2 separate regions of the Zea mays genome follow, and region 1 is linked to region 2. Evidence: chromatin contacts called from public Hi-C data. All regions are on one chromosome and are shown on one strand. The core of a region is the stretch at or near the end of the contact, and the rest is flanking DNA. Distances in the headings are between cores, read along the strand shown.

What was found. A called contact is a pair of places that touch in the nucleus more often than the background predicts.
Region 1: a contact with region 2 is called in a Hi-C map of leaf, with 3 times the contacts expected there. The contact joins the promoter of LOC100193597 here to the promoter of LOC103643822 in region 2. A contact is called at or near these places in 11 of 25 Hi-C or Micro-C datasets (bundle sheath, ear, endosperm and 4 more).

The regions. Positions count from the first base shown.
Region 1 is chr1:268,319,168-268,325,947 of Zm-B73-REFERENCE-NAM-5.0, forward strand. It overlaps LOC100193597 (spoU rRNA Methylase family protein), which reads right to left and starts at 5,292. Exons shown (of 4, transcript NM_001138700.1): 1 at 4,881-5,292; 2 at 4,516-4,795; 3 at 4,265-4,315; 4 at 1-156. The coding sequence starts at 5,230.
Region 2 is chr1:267,917,603-267,924,685 of Zm-B73-REFERENCE-NAM-5.0, forward strand. It overlaps LOC103643822 (calcineurin-binding protein 1), which reads right to left and starts at 4,054. Exons shown (of 22, transcript XM_020546868.2): 1 at 3,733-4,054; 2 at 3,320-3,410; 3 at 3,148-3,222; 4 at 241-360; 5 at 127-167. The coding sequence starts at 3,322.

The DNA.
Region 1 (6,780 bases), core at 4,042-6,541, 400 kb after region 2:
CCCTGCCATCATCTTCATACGATACTTTGTCACCAATGCATGCAGGTCATGCCACGTACCAGAGACAATAGGAAGCTGCAAAGAGGCTCCACGAGCTGCTCGAATAGCCTTTTCATTGAAAGGATCACAACAAGCCGGAAGAAGGAATACTCCATCCTGATTGCATTTGGGATTAGAGGTTGTTAGAAGTGCAAAGTTGGAACAGCAAATTACTTGAGTGTTTGATTTTGTCAACCGGAGATAGCTAATACAACAAACCATGTATTGTGCGTCCAATAAAATAAATCTTGAGTACAATGAAATAAGGTAAGGACACTCATCCCTATCTTACATAAGAGCAGAATCAATTGCTCTGTTAGCAAAGGAGCACTAGAGCATAATGAAATTTAGTGGTGTCAGCATCTAGGGAAAGGTATACCCCCGAATGTTAATAAAACGCCCTTCAGGACTTCATCGGCATAACACGGACCCGCAAAGGTCTGGCTCAACACCAGCCTGGCATTCTCGAGGCCCTACGCCGGCCAAACCCCCATGTGAGGCCAGACCCGAGGCCCTACAAGCCGAGGGGCTTACACAAGATTCCCACAACACTCCCCAGGACCCCCCCCCCACCCACCCCGCGGACGGGACAGCCCCGGCACCACAAACGCCCCTGACCATGTCAGTGTACGTGGTGCCGAGCAATTAAGATAAGACTTCCATCCATAATATCTATTATGAGAGGCGAAGTAGCATTTAAAGGCGACATTGTAGTCATGCCTCATGTGTATTCGAAAGGACTATGTAGTGCATGGTCCTTCAGCAGCTACCAACTATGTCGTCCTCACGGTGTGGGCACGATAACTGTCACTGTGGTATGTCTCATTCACTTAGTAAGAGCTCTCGCTTAAGTCTGAGGTTTCTCGCTCGTCTCGGCCATAGACATTGCAAGGGCAGTTAGGGATCTCCTTACTCGCTAGCTCAGACATCATCTGGGCATGTAAAGACTACCTATATTTGCATCTAAACATAAACCATATGGAGGTCGTGCAGTATTACGCTCTGGCAGCCCAAACCTGTCTACAACATATGTGCTCACCGCCATGTCTCCACCCTGATCCAATGGTCCCAGGCCTACGCACCTCTATCTCGCTGTCTTCGATTTTCTCTAGTACTTTTGGTACCATGGTGTCGCATTCAGACGATATTTGATGCGTCAGGTAGCGTAGATGTGCTTTGTTGTGCCACATCAACATGCCTAAACCAGGACACCCAGTTGATGGAGCGGTGGCCTCAGACACAGGCTCAAATAATTTTAATGATTTGCCACGTCATAGGCAGCACGACGACCTTGCCCGGTCTAGCAAGGGTCGGATCAGACTAACCCTCCTTTTCTAGTGTTGCCCGAACAACTTCCTCAATCGGTCCAGTCTGGTGACCCCTTTGTGTGATCCTTCTAGCGTGTATAACATCCAAGGAGTCTCATGGCAGACACCTCCACGAGCATTGGGAGATTGTTGTCCTTCGGTGTGTGCCACTCCCCTAGCCTTACTGTGAAGCACTGTTGAGGTGGCCTCTAAGCTTGGTAGCCCATCTCAACACTAGACATCACAACAGACATGATGGCAATTTGACTTCTGTGATGTCCCTGACGGATCTCTAAACGTTGTGGAGGCCCTCCTCCTCAATCCCTTGGCGCCTAATGTCGGGAAGCCACCTCCTTTCCCTTCCTGTCGACGTCCCCGTTGGCGGATGTCTTCAGTCCCCTGCGATGGCCCATCAGATTGGTCCCCAGAGGCCATTGAACTGGCAGGGAACAACAGTCGCCCCATCAGCTAGGTAGTGCCATAGCTCAGCATATGCCTCGTCGTGTGTCGAAGTGTTGCCTCGTCTTCGAACAACACGAAGACCTCCACTGGTTTCGACAACATGTTTTCAAACGACCCGTCGAAGGCCTTCGCGATCCCTGCCACAACCCTGGCAGGGAGCTCTAAGTGGGTTCCCCGTTGGACTAGCAGCAGGCCTTAGATGCCAGAGTAGCTCCACATCGCCCTCGCGTGCTCCTCAAGCGAGGCGATCAGCCACAGCGTGAAGTGTGTGAGCATTGTTGGATGTCAACACAACATCAATGAATTGGGTGATCCTCCTCAGTATCGGCTCCCACATCGCGTCCATCTTTGGCAACTCCCATCAGGTCTTCTTGCATGTCATCTCCCTGTTGGCACCTCCATGTAGGCTTTGGTGGCGATGGTGATGTACATCCACGCCGCCCTTCAGTGCTCCCACTTGCCAATGAGGTCGAGCGAGTTGTATGCCATCCGAGACTTCGGCCTTGAGCGGAGCTTGAAGTACTATCCCCCGAACAAGTTTTCACTACTCGGCACCCAATGGACAAATAAGTGATGGAACAACACCACGGAAGGTCTCACCCCCACGAATGCCTCACACAGGTAGGAAAATGATAACATGGCAAGGATGCAGTTGAGGTGAGGTGCCCGATTTGGACGCCATAGAACTCCAGGATACAGGGGGAGAATTGCGACAATGAGAAGTTCATCCCCACTATCGTGGAGTAGAAGATCTACTCCCTCGCACCTCTTGAGGCATGCGCGGTGGAATCATCGTTGCTCGCACGTTGTTAGAGGCTAGCGGTGAGATCCACTCGAGGAGCCGACACACCTTTTCCAACCCCTCTTGGTTCAAGACCCGCGTGCTCGATAGCGAGTCCAATGGGGAGGTGGCCGCCACGACGTCACAATGGATCAGGGGGATGGGACGACTACGGTTGGTTGGCAAAAGTTATAGGGGGGAGAGAGAACTTGATGGCAAGTGCGGCGAATTGCGCAAAGTAGTGAAGGAAAAAAGATGGGACCACACACCCAAGATATAAAGCGCCCTTCTCTCCCTCTTACAACTACCGAACACAACACCAGAAGCGTTGCACGACCCTTATAACTCGGAAGTCATATGGCATGACTGTTGCCTGACACATTGGCCGCTAGTGCAGGCAGGTTGAAGCAGACATTGCCCCCCCCCCCTCGCATGGCAAACTCGTTCTATCAGACGTTTGCATAAAGATGATACCACATACAAGCCTCCTTGGGCCTACGGTGGCATGGGGGGCACTGTCAACGTCTGGGTAAAAACATACCCTAGGATGCTGGCAAAACGCCCTTCATAACTTCATCGACAGAATACGAACCCACAGAGGGCCTGACTCGGAGCCATCCTAGCATTCCCGGGGCCCTGCACCCAAGGGGCCAAACCCCATGCCGGGCTAGGCCTCGAAGCCCTACAAGCCAAGGGGCTTACAAAGGATCCCCGCACTCCCAAGGCGACCCGAGGGGAAGAACGACCCTCTAGCGGCATGGCCCCAGGACCACAAGCATCTCAACCAAGTCGGCGCACATGAAGCCAAGCAATTAAGATAAGGCTTCCATCCATCGTATTTATTGTGAAAGGTGACGTAGCGGTCAAAGGCAACATTGTTGCTACGCCTCAGGTTGCAGGTGTATCCTAAAGGACTATGCAGTGTGTCAGCCTTCAACAACTACCAACTACGACGTGCTCGACGCCTTGGGCACCATACCTACATGTGCCATGTCACACTGGCCGTTGTGACGTATCGGAGGCATGCTCCTCATACGGTACAACAACTACGACAAGATAGTAGTTGGATCTCTACTAGGTAGGGCCCACAATCCGTGCAGGGATGCAACTCTCTCTCCTCCATTGTGCTATAAAAGGGAGGTGTAGAGCAACATACAAAAGGGCCTCACTCTTTGGCTTAGCCTTTTGGCTTCTGATCAGGCTTTTTGGTCTTGGGTTCAAGTTCAAGGGCCAAAAGCTCACTTGGACACAACAGCTAGGAGTTAGCACATAATAAGGGCTCTCGCTTGAATCTAAGCTCTCTCGCTCGGCTTGGCAGTAGACATTGCAAGGGCAGATAGGGCTCTGCCCACTCGCTAGCTCAAACATCACCTGAGTGTGTAAACATTGTCCACACTTGCATCTATACATTAAACATACAAAGGACATAGGATATTATGCTCAGGCAGTCCAAACCTTTCTACATCGTGTGTGTGCTCACAGCCGTGTCGATGCCCCAATGCATCGGTCCCTGGTCTACGCCCTCTATCTTTTGATCGTGTCACATCCCGATGATAAGTGGCATTCCCAAAACTCTCAGGCAAAGCAGAAATATATTATTTAACATTATGTGATGCAGCAGTAGTACTGTCTGACATACTCCAACAAGTGACCTTAAGGAAAGAATATGGCATACCCATTTGAATGCACAAGCTGATCTTATCAGTGTTCCAAGGTTGCCAGGATCCTGCAAGGTAGGTGAACCATGGTTAACATGAGACGCGCATTGCATGAAATTCAGTACATGTAAATGTGCATATCTACATCTGCTTCAAATAAAAACAATGTACATGGATTGAATCATGCTTTGCATTCTACTGCATAAAGAATGACAGCAATCATGTCTGCACAATGGTGGACTTGGTGGTGGGTACTGCATATCCTCACCTGAATCCCATCAAGGACTAGAATCCTCTTTGGATAACTGAACAAACCATCAAGAGCATCCCCATCCTGATGGCTCCCGAGATCGCGGAAATGGTTAGGCATGTGCATGACAGCAACCGCCTCGGTGGAATCAACCGACTGCATCCCGGACACCTTCTTCATCACCGCGGCGCTGACATACAATATATCACCAGAGAACTCGCGCAGCGCCTCTGGGGCCTCTACGCCGTCCAGGAGAAGCAAGTAATCGATGGCTTCGAGCTCAAAACTACACACCTCCCTGTAGCAAGGGGCAGAAGCACAGGTTTAGGAAGAGAAGACTGGCGGGACAGGTAGGATGACACGGGCCTGGAGCTGCAGAGTACAGGATAGGCGCGAGGCCGACGAGGAGGAGGCGGCGGCAGGAGCGTCGGTACGCGGCGGAGAGCCGGAGCTTGACGCAGTGCTTCACCAGCGGGTTCGCCACGCTCGTCACCTGCTTGCGCTTTTGCCCGCCCAGGGAGGAAGCCGCCGGCTTCGCCGTGGCAGTGGCCGTAGTAACGCCGGCACGGGAAGAGGACAGACCGCGAAGGCGAAGGGGGCGCTCCAGATCAGCCGGGAAATTGGCCGCCGCCGAGAGCGGCGCGGGAGACGGCGGGGCGCGCACCAGTAGCATCGGGGTGGCGACTGGCGAGTGCTGCGTTTGATAACTTCGGCTCGTGGGCTTGGCGCCCATCTTATCTGCTCCGAACAGATTGCACTCAACGGCCTGCGTGGGCTCTTGAAATTATTCCATCCCCAAATCAATTTCATGATTCGTCAAAAGCATTTGCCATTCTTCGAATGTTATTTGGCTACAGCGGTCTGGAGAGTTATTTTTATTGCTCTAAATATAGATAAATCTAATAATATTAATCATATTATAGAGACATGGTAAAGTAGCAAAGAAATTGCTCATAAGAAACAAATTATAATTGGGGTAGCTGTCATAGTTCTGGTTAATTTGGTTATGCCGCAATTATATTGAATTTAATGAAAACATATACCTTTAGTTATGCAGGTTATTCTCAAGGGGACTTACTGGCTTAAATTCTGGGAGACTGCTGCAAAATGCTGCAAAAGAAGTGTGTACACCAAGAGAACTTACTTGTACTCTGCTCAAGTCTGATGGGTGCACGTAGAAGCCGTGCTCCACGACTTCATCAATATTTGGTAGTATCCAGACTCCTTCCATTGGTACACCTACCTCATTGGTTGATGTCACCTCATGAAACGGATAATTCACATAGAGAAGTAGAGATGACCAACACCGCTATCGTCAGCACCACCATTTGCATCATCAGAATACATCGTTGAACTGATATCGGTAGACTCTTAGTATTGTGGACTTTTATTACCACTATCAGTCTCATCATCGCTTGCCACTATCGTTCATTGAATCGATAAATCGGTAGCACGTGTGAAGAAAATCGAACCACGTGTCATTTGGCAAATAAAGTATATTGAGGTCACAAAATCTGGACACAAGATGGCACAAATGTTACCACAAGTTAAAAGATTTGAAGTTAAAAGGAATAAAATCCTCAAACCCTAGCTACTAGATGACATCGGTTTATCTCTACGTGGGACCGATTAATCGACTACCAAGGGACGACTAATAGGCAAAATTGATGGTTTTAAATTTTTTTGAAACTTATTTGATTTTTAGTTTGAAATCCATAGCGTGTTTTCAAGTTTGGTTTCAATGAAAAGTCTTAAAATAATTCATAGTATTCATAAAAAAATTGACATCAAATTTATTCAAAATTTATAAAACACTCCAAATTTAAATGATACGGCCAAACCGGGCGAGACCGATTACCGATAAAAATCGATCGGTTAACAGAGTTTATCAACCGGTTTGGTGCTTGCGGCAACGGACGTCCACGACGGCGCGCCACGCCCTGCCTGCGGACGCAGGGCGACGCGGCGCCAGGCGGGCTAGAACATCCGCGAGAACGTCGTCCGGAAGCAGGCGCGGCGTGTCCTCCATCCCGGGCGGCTGCCGCTGCCGTTCGATCTGCGTGCGCTGCGACGTACGGAAGATCCCCCCCCCCCACACACACACTTCTGTGTCGTACTATGTACGCAATGAAGGCATATGTCGTGTGCAGACTGCAGACGCTTCGTCGCTCTTCTGCTATAGTAGTAGTAGAAGCATGGGTCGAATTCGAATCCCGTCCGACCACACATACGACGTGTTTGGTTCGACGAACGATAACGCTAATGCAAACGAAATGGCAGCCG
Region 2 (7,083 bases), core at 2,804-5,303:
TTTATGCAATTAAATTGTTCTGTGAATGGTCTTCCATTTTTATGTTTCTTCAGTACTCTATGCCCATTTAAAATAACAACCAACTATATACATCTTTACCATTAATAAAAAGGATGAGAGAAGAACCTTAGCTGCAGCAAATGCTGATCACTGCCAATGTTATCAGCCTGTTGAGTAAACTAATTGCTGTTACAAATATGATAACAAAAGAAAATGCAAAAGAAATAAAAGTGGCATTGCCTGAACATTTGATATTAGTGGGTCCTTTAAAACATCCTCGAGAAGTTCACGAGCTTTTGCATAGTCTTTTTGTTGCAACTTGAGGAGTCCCTCATGGTACTTCTGAGAGAGCGCAAATTCCTGGCAGCATCAAAAGGTAATCTCAGTAATACAATGACAATGAGACAAGCATTAAGAACATTCAACACTGAAAATTTCACTCTTGCCACAAGAAACGAAATATCAGAACATATAAATCAGATACTACTCGCTATTCAGCATTTTCTTATATTAACCCATACTTATCTAAATTGCAGTTAACCTTAATAACTTGCACCCAATAGATCAACACTTCATCCAATAAATTCATGAAAAAAGAACCAATATGTCAAAAAAATAACTCAGCAACAATAATATGTACGTGGATTCTCCTCTCATGTGATAGGACTCCCAATAATTGATATAGACAAAAGCTACAGAAATTAGATCAACGTGTTGTGGTTAGGTGTTACTTTGGATACACCCCTACCCCACCCAATAATTGATATAGACAAAAAGATACAGAAAGGTGTTCAAGGAAAGTAGAAATGCTCCATTCTTCAAAGGGTTACAATTAATCCTTCTTCAGGCTAATTAGAAGTATGGCACTCCAATTTTGAAAATTTAGAAACTAGTTCATTTTCATGCCACGCCACGCCATGGCATCAAAATGAACTAACAAACTAATTTTGCAAAAGTAGAGCGGCATGTATACAATTAATCCATCTTCAAAAAGCACTAACAGAATCAAGAGCAGAGTGCATATCATGTTTTGGAAATTAAAGACCATAAGTTCAGGTTCCAATCCCCAGAAAACACTAGAAAAAAAGTATTTTTTTAACCAGACAACTGCTCACCTAATTAAACTATGAGTTTCCATTTTCCACCAATAATACCCCCTAAAATATCAATAGTCACATGAGATCAATTAATTTTACACAAGTTAAGGTTTAAGAACAAAGATATTATTGGGGGTACATCTTGTGTCTTTGCTAGACAGTTTTGGTACATCATCTTGTCTCCTTTCAGATTAGGGCATCTCACTCCGGGCGGAGGTTTCCTCCTTTGCAGATTGGTAGAGGGAAGTGTGCTCTAGGAGTCAGCGGTAAGGCGGTCCAAGGCGTTGGACCACCGCCTGGACGCCTAGGCGGCGCCTAGGCGACGCCTAGGCGAGGTAGGCGGGCAAGGCGCCTAGGCGTTAGACCACCGCCCGGACGCCTAGGCGTCGCCTAGGCGACGCCTAGGCGACGCCTTACGAACAGAGGGAGTCACAAAGACATGAAGAAGGGCCTTAACAGCGCTGTCATCCTAGGGGCTTGGTGTCTTTGGCTTCAGAGGAACCGGGTTGTCTTTGATAAAGATTCACCCTCCATTGGAAAGATGAAGTGCAGCATCCTAAAAGAATCTTCCTACTGGGTGTTGGCTGGAGCTAACCAACTAGGAGTTTTGGGCCTAGCTGATGCTCTTAGGGAGGTAGGGTAGAGTATGTTCTTTATTGTATTGTAATCTGCAGTTTTTGTTTCAGTTGATAGTGCGTGCGTGTGGGTGCAGGTGTCCCTAACCTGTACCTCTCTTGTTAGACCCTTTCTTCTATCTTATCTATAAATATGCGCAGCTCTCCTGCATTTTTCAAAAAAATTAAGATATCTGATGTTCCCAACAAGAGCTTTTTTATCACTACAAGCACAATATTAGTCAGATCAGATCACATTTGTTCCTAAGAGATCTGAGGTTCCCAACAAGAACTGTTTTGCTCACTGCAAGCACGGTTTTAGTCAGATCGGAATACATTTGTTCCTAATATATCTAAGCATCTGAGGTTGCCAATAACTGTTTTGTTCATTTCAAGCACAATTTTAGTCAGATCAGAATACAATGTTCCTAAGAGATCTGTGGTTCCCAACCAGAACTGTTTTGTTTACTGCAAGCACAATTTTAGTCAGATCTTCACATTAACTTAATCATGAATCATGATATATCCTTCAGATATCCCTCTCAGCTGTGATAGTCTGTGATACACTCAAGGCTCGCGCAAAACTTTCCATGCATGTATCTCCTTCCACATAGAGAAAAGTAGCACTTGGCAATTTGGCATAGATGTATAAATCACAAGGGTCCTAAATTCATGTCAATTTTAAGGATACACAGCAGGGCAGGGCTCTAAGCAATTGCCTGTGGACACTGCCTTCCCAGCTCAAAATTCTTCGTCACAACCACTAATTTAATTTTGAATCATGGATATGTCTGAGAGCACCATCTTTTACACTAGCATATACCTTAACAAACAGACCTAAGCATGCAGAAAGAATTTTTATGAAAACAAATCCTGACACCACAGACCACACTACTATATGTTTATCTTCATTTTAATCACAGTATAACTCAACATAAAGATTAGCATCTTAAATCTTAAAGAACTAATCACCTTCATGCCCACCTATGTCTACCAATAGAAACTGCAGTTCAAACGACTAGTGAGAACTAAGAACTATACACTTCAATATCTAAAATTACCAGTGTTGGTCCAACATGCAGTACTGATAGATGAGCGGCATTGTTCTTGGCGTTGTACCTAAGTTAAAAGGTCATGCCAGCTTAAGTGTGGATTTTAGTCTTGAAATTTTCTGGATTTTACTCTATCCTGTACACCGAATAACAGGGGGGACGATTGTGATGCACAGCATGATCTCTCGACGATGGCTTTTGGCTTGACAGAGCAATTACAAAATAGTTTCGTCAGATGAGACACGATTGACCCAACACGTTGCTTTCCACAAATCGTAAGCCCTAGCTCATGACAACCCAGAAGATGAAGAAACAGACCACTAAAATTTCCAGGCGATGGCAAGTTCAGAGCGATAAGAAACCAGGGAGGAGAAGGATACCCACCTGAGCTTCTTTGGTGGGCGCAAGCGGCTCCCATTGGCCACCGGAGTCGCTCTCGTTGATGGCCGCGATGGAGAACTGCGAGCGAACGATAAAGGGGTAAGACGAAAAGCAGCGACGAATTCGAACAGGGAGCAAGACGTGTGCAGGGACGGAGTGTGAAAGTGTGGTTCACCATGGTCGACGGCCCAGCGGATAGAGCCGCGGAAGGATCGACGGCGACGAGGGCTCCGGGAGTTCGCTGAACTTGCACACGAGCTGGCCACCTGGTGGAAAATGGAAACTCATAGTTTAATTAGGTGAGCAGTTGTCTGGTTAAAAAATACTTTTTTCTAGTGTTTTCTGGGGATTGGAACCTGAACTTATGGTCTTTAATTTCCAAAACATGATATGCACTCTGCTCTTGATTCTGTTAGTGCTTTTTGAAGATGGATTAATTGTATACATGCCGCTCTACTTTTGCAAAATTAGTTTGTTAGTTCATTTTGATGCCCACTAAAATTTCCAGGCGACGGTCGCTGCTGGAAATAACTTCAGTTAGGGTTTGGGTGCTCGGTTGCAGGAAGAGAAGGGAAGGGGTGGGCATACCTATTGGATTCTCGTCGCCAGCAACGGTCCCGGACAAGAGCTGGCCACCTGGTCTAGGGCGGCAGCAGCGGCCGTCGGCAGTCGCCCAGTCGTCGCCACGGTGACGTCCACCGACCAGAGGAGCGAGCGCGGCGACGGGCCGAGCGGACTGTGGGCTGTAGGCCACGGGGTGAAGGAAGCGCTGCTCGAAGCGCGGCGGGCCTGGAGTTGGTGCAATCAAGTGGGGGCCGTAGGCCACGAGATGACCGGACCGGTCTGCGCTCCCTACTCCTGGCATTTACTTTTAGGGAAAACTGCATAAACCCACTTACAAGTTTGGGGTGTTTTCAAATACCCACTTACAACTTTTATTATGCCAAACTCCTCCCTCCAAATTAGGTGGTCTAAATCTATAGCAGACACACGGCTTCATCTTTGGCTCATCTAAAACTCATTAAGCTTGGCTCCTGGCGGCGCTGGCGCCCACGCCCCTCGACGCTGCCACCGTGCAACATCACTGGCGCTCTTGCTAATGGCCCTCGAGGCGGGTTAACGACGATCCCAACGCGTAAGCGGGCTGCCTGGGCGCGAGCCCCCAACGCCGCAACCCATCAGCGAGGATGATTTCTAGAGGAGGCGAAGCTCCCCGGCGCGGAGGCGTGATCCCGGCGCGAAGGCTTGGTCCCTGTGCTAGCGGATGGCTGCGAGGGCGAGGGCGTGAGCTCCCTGCAATGGAGCCATGACGCATCAGTGAGGGCTAAGGTCCTTGGACCCACGTCCCATCGGCTCGAACTGGCTCCCTGGAGTCATATTCCTCACCTTGACCCTGTGTCAATGCATTTTCTTCTACTTTATCCTCTTTAACTCGTTCTCCCCTAACCGTTCACAATGGCGGCTGCTGGATCTGAGGACGACGACAATCTGTCATCACCTAGACCACAGGTATTTCCTTCGTATGGAGCTTCAGTGCTACTGTCCATTCAATTTCGGTACCATCTCGGAACAGAAAACTGAATATTGTTTCATGCATATTTTTGGGACTACGCAGATCCTTTGTATGGAGTTTCAAGTGCGTGTTGGAGTGAAATTTGATGGTAGTGTAGATGGTTATTCTGGTGGAAGGGTTGGTTACATGAGATTTATGTAGCCACAAGGGGTTGATTGGTTTATAATGCAGGAAAATCTTGTGTACCATGGCTACGAAGGAAATGCCACCTTGTACTATTTAAAACCTGGCCATACGGCACCACAAGGTCTTGTTTTGATGGATAGTGCAGAACATGTACAACAGTTGATGAAGGACCATGAGGGCCTTAAGGTGTGCAAATTGTTCATTTTGGGAACTGAAGAAGGAGATGGTGATGTATGGGAAGGTGAAGAAAGGGATGTATGGGAAGATGATGAAGAATATGTCGCATGGGAAACTGAAGAAGATGATGGAGATTTATATGTTATAAATAATAACAGTGATTTGAAACAAATTCAAAAGGATCATACAGGACAATTGATAAATGAAATTGATAAAAGGGTTTATTTGTCGGATGAGGTTAATGAAGGTGTTCACAGTCCCATAAATTTTGATGGTGAGGGTATATATGTGCATCGGTCTCTCGGGGTAGATTATGTGAGGTTTGACAATTCAACCATGAGACACCCAATTATGGATGTTGGAACAGTTTTTACCGATTTGAAGCAATTTAGAGCAGCACTAAAGAATTTGATCATCTGTGAGGGTAGAGAAGTTATGAGACCTAAGAATGATCCTGTGCAAGTTTCAGCAAAGTGCAAAATTGTAGACTGTGCTTGGTATATATATGCCTCTAGACTTCCAGATGGTCGTTCCTTCAACATCAAGAAGTATGTAAAGGACCACACTTGTGGGAAAAGTCACACGGTGAAGCAAATGGATGCTAACTGGATTGGCACAGAGTATGAGCATTTTTTCAGAAGTGAGAAAGATTGGCGAGTTAAGTCCCTTAGGGACACCGTCCTTAGGGACACACAGGTGGGGATCTCACTTACCAAAGCCTATAGAGCAAAGAGATACGCAGTGCAGAAGATTGGTGGTGAGTACCATCCGACAAAAGTCTACAATTTATGTGTGATTCTTTCTTTGCTTTATGTGTGATTCTTTCTTTGCTTTATGCAGGGTCTAAAAGACGGTGTTAGGGCCATTTTCCCACATGTAGAGCATATATATTGTTTGAGGCACTTGTATGCTAACTTTTCAAAGGCTGGGTTCAAGGGTCCCCGACTAAAAGAGCTAATGGATAGGGCTGCCTATGCGTACAAGGAGTTTGATTTCAAACAAGCTATGGATGATATTAAGAAAGAAAACACTAGAGCATGGAAATGGTTGTTTGACATTGATAGTAAGCATTGGTCAAGGCATAGGTTCAGCCCCCATGCTAAAACTGACTTGGTCGTTAATAACATTAGTGAGTCATACAATTCTTGGATTTTGGAGGCAAGAGAAGAACCTGTGTGCACGATGGTGGAGCACATTAGGACTAAGTTGATGGAGTCTATTAATATTAAAATAGATGATGCAAAGAAGGACACATGGTTCATAACTCCAAATTATCAGAAAAAGCTTGAGTTTGAGAAGAAAAATGCTTCATATTGTAGGGCCGTCTGTGCTAGGCATGGGATATGGCAAGTCACAAGTGGAGACAGTCAATATGTTGTTGATCTCAACAATCACAAATGTGGATGCTACAAGTGGGGTGTTACTGGAGTGCCATGCTCACATGGAGTGGCTGCTATTCATGAGTTCAAACACAAGCCAGAAAACTATGTCATTATTCTTCACTAGGGAGAAATATGTAGCCACATATGAGGTATGATTATGCTTGTGCCAGACAAGAGACAATGGTCAAGCACAGACTTGTCTGATGTGGATCCTCCATTTTATCATGCCCAGTCTGGAAGACCAAAGAAGAAGCGAGTGAGAGTGCAAGGAGAACCTCATGTTGAGTCCAGAGCCTCAAAAAGGGCTGCAGTGAAATGCTCCAATTGCCACACTTATGGTCCCAATGTTAAGGGATGTGGAGTGCCACTTAGGGTTGATTGGGAGCCTAGGAAGGGAGCTAAGTACACGAGGGTATGTGACTCACTATTTATTTTGCACTTTCCATGGAAAATGTATCTGAAAGTCGCCTAGAGGGGGGTGAATAGGGCGAATCTGAAATTTATAAACTTAAGCACAACTATAAGCCGGGTTAGCGTTAGAAATATAAACGAGTCCGGGAGAGAGGGCGAAAAAACAAATCGTAAGCAAATAAAGTGTGAGACACAAGGATTTGTTTTACCGAGGTTCGGTTCTTGCAAACCTACTCCCCGTTGAGGTGGTCACAAAGACCGGGTCTCTTT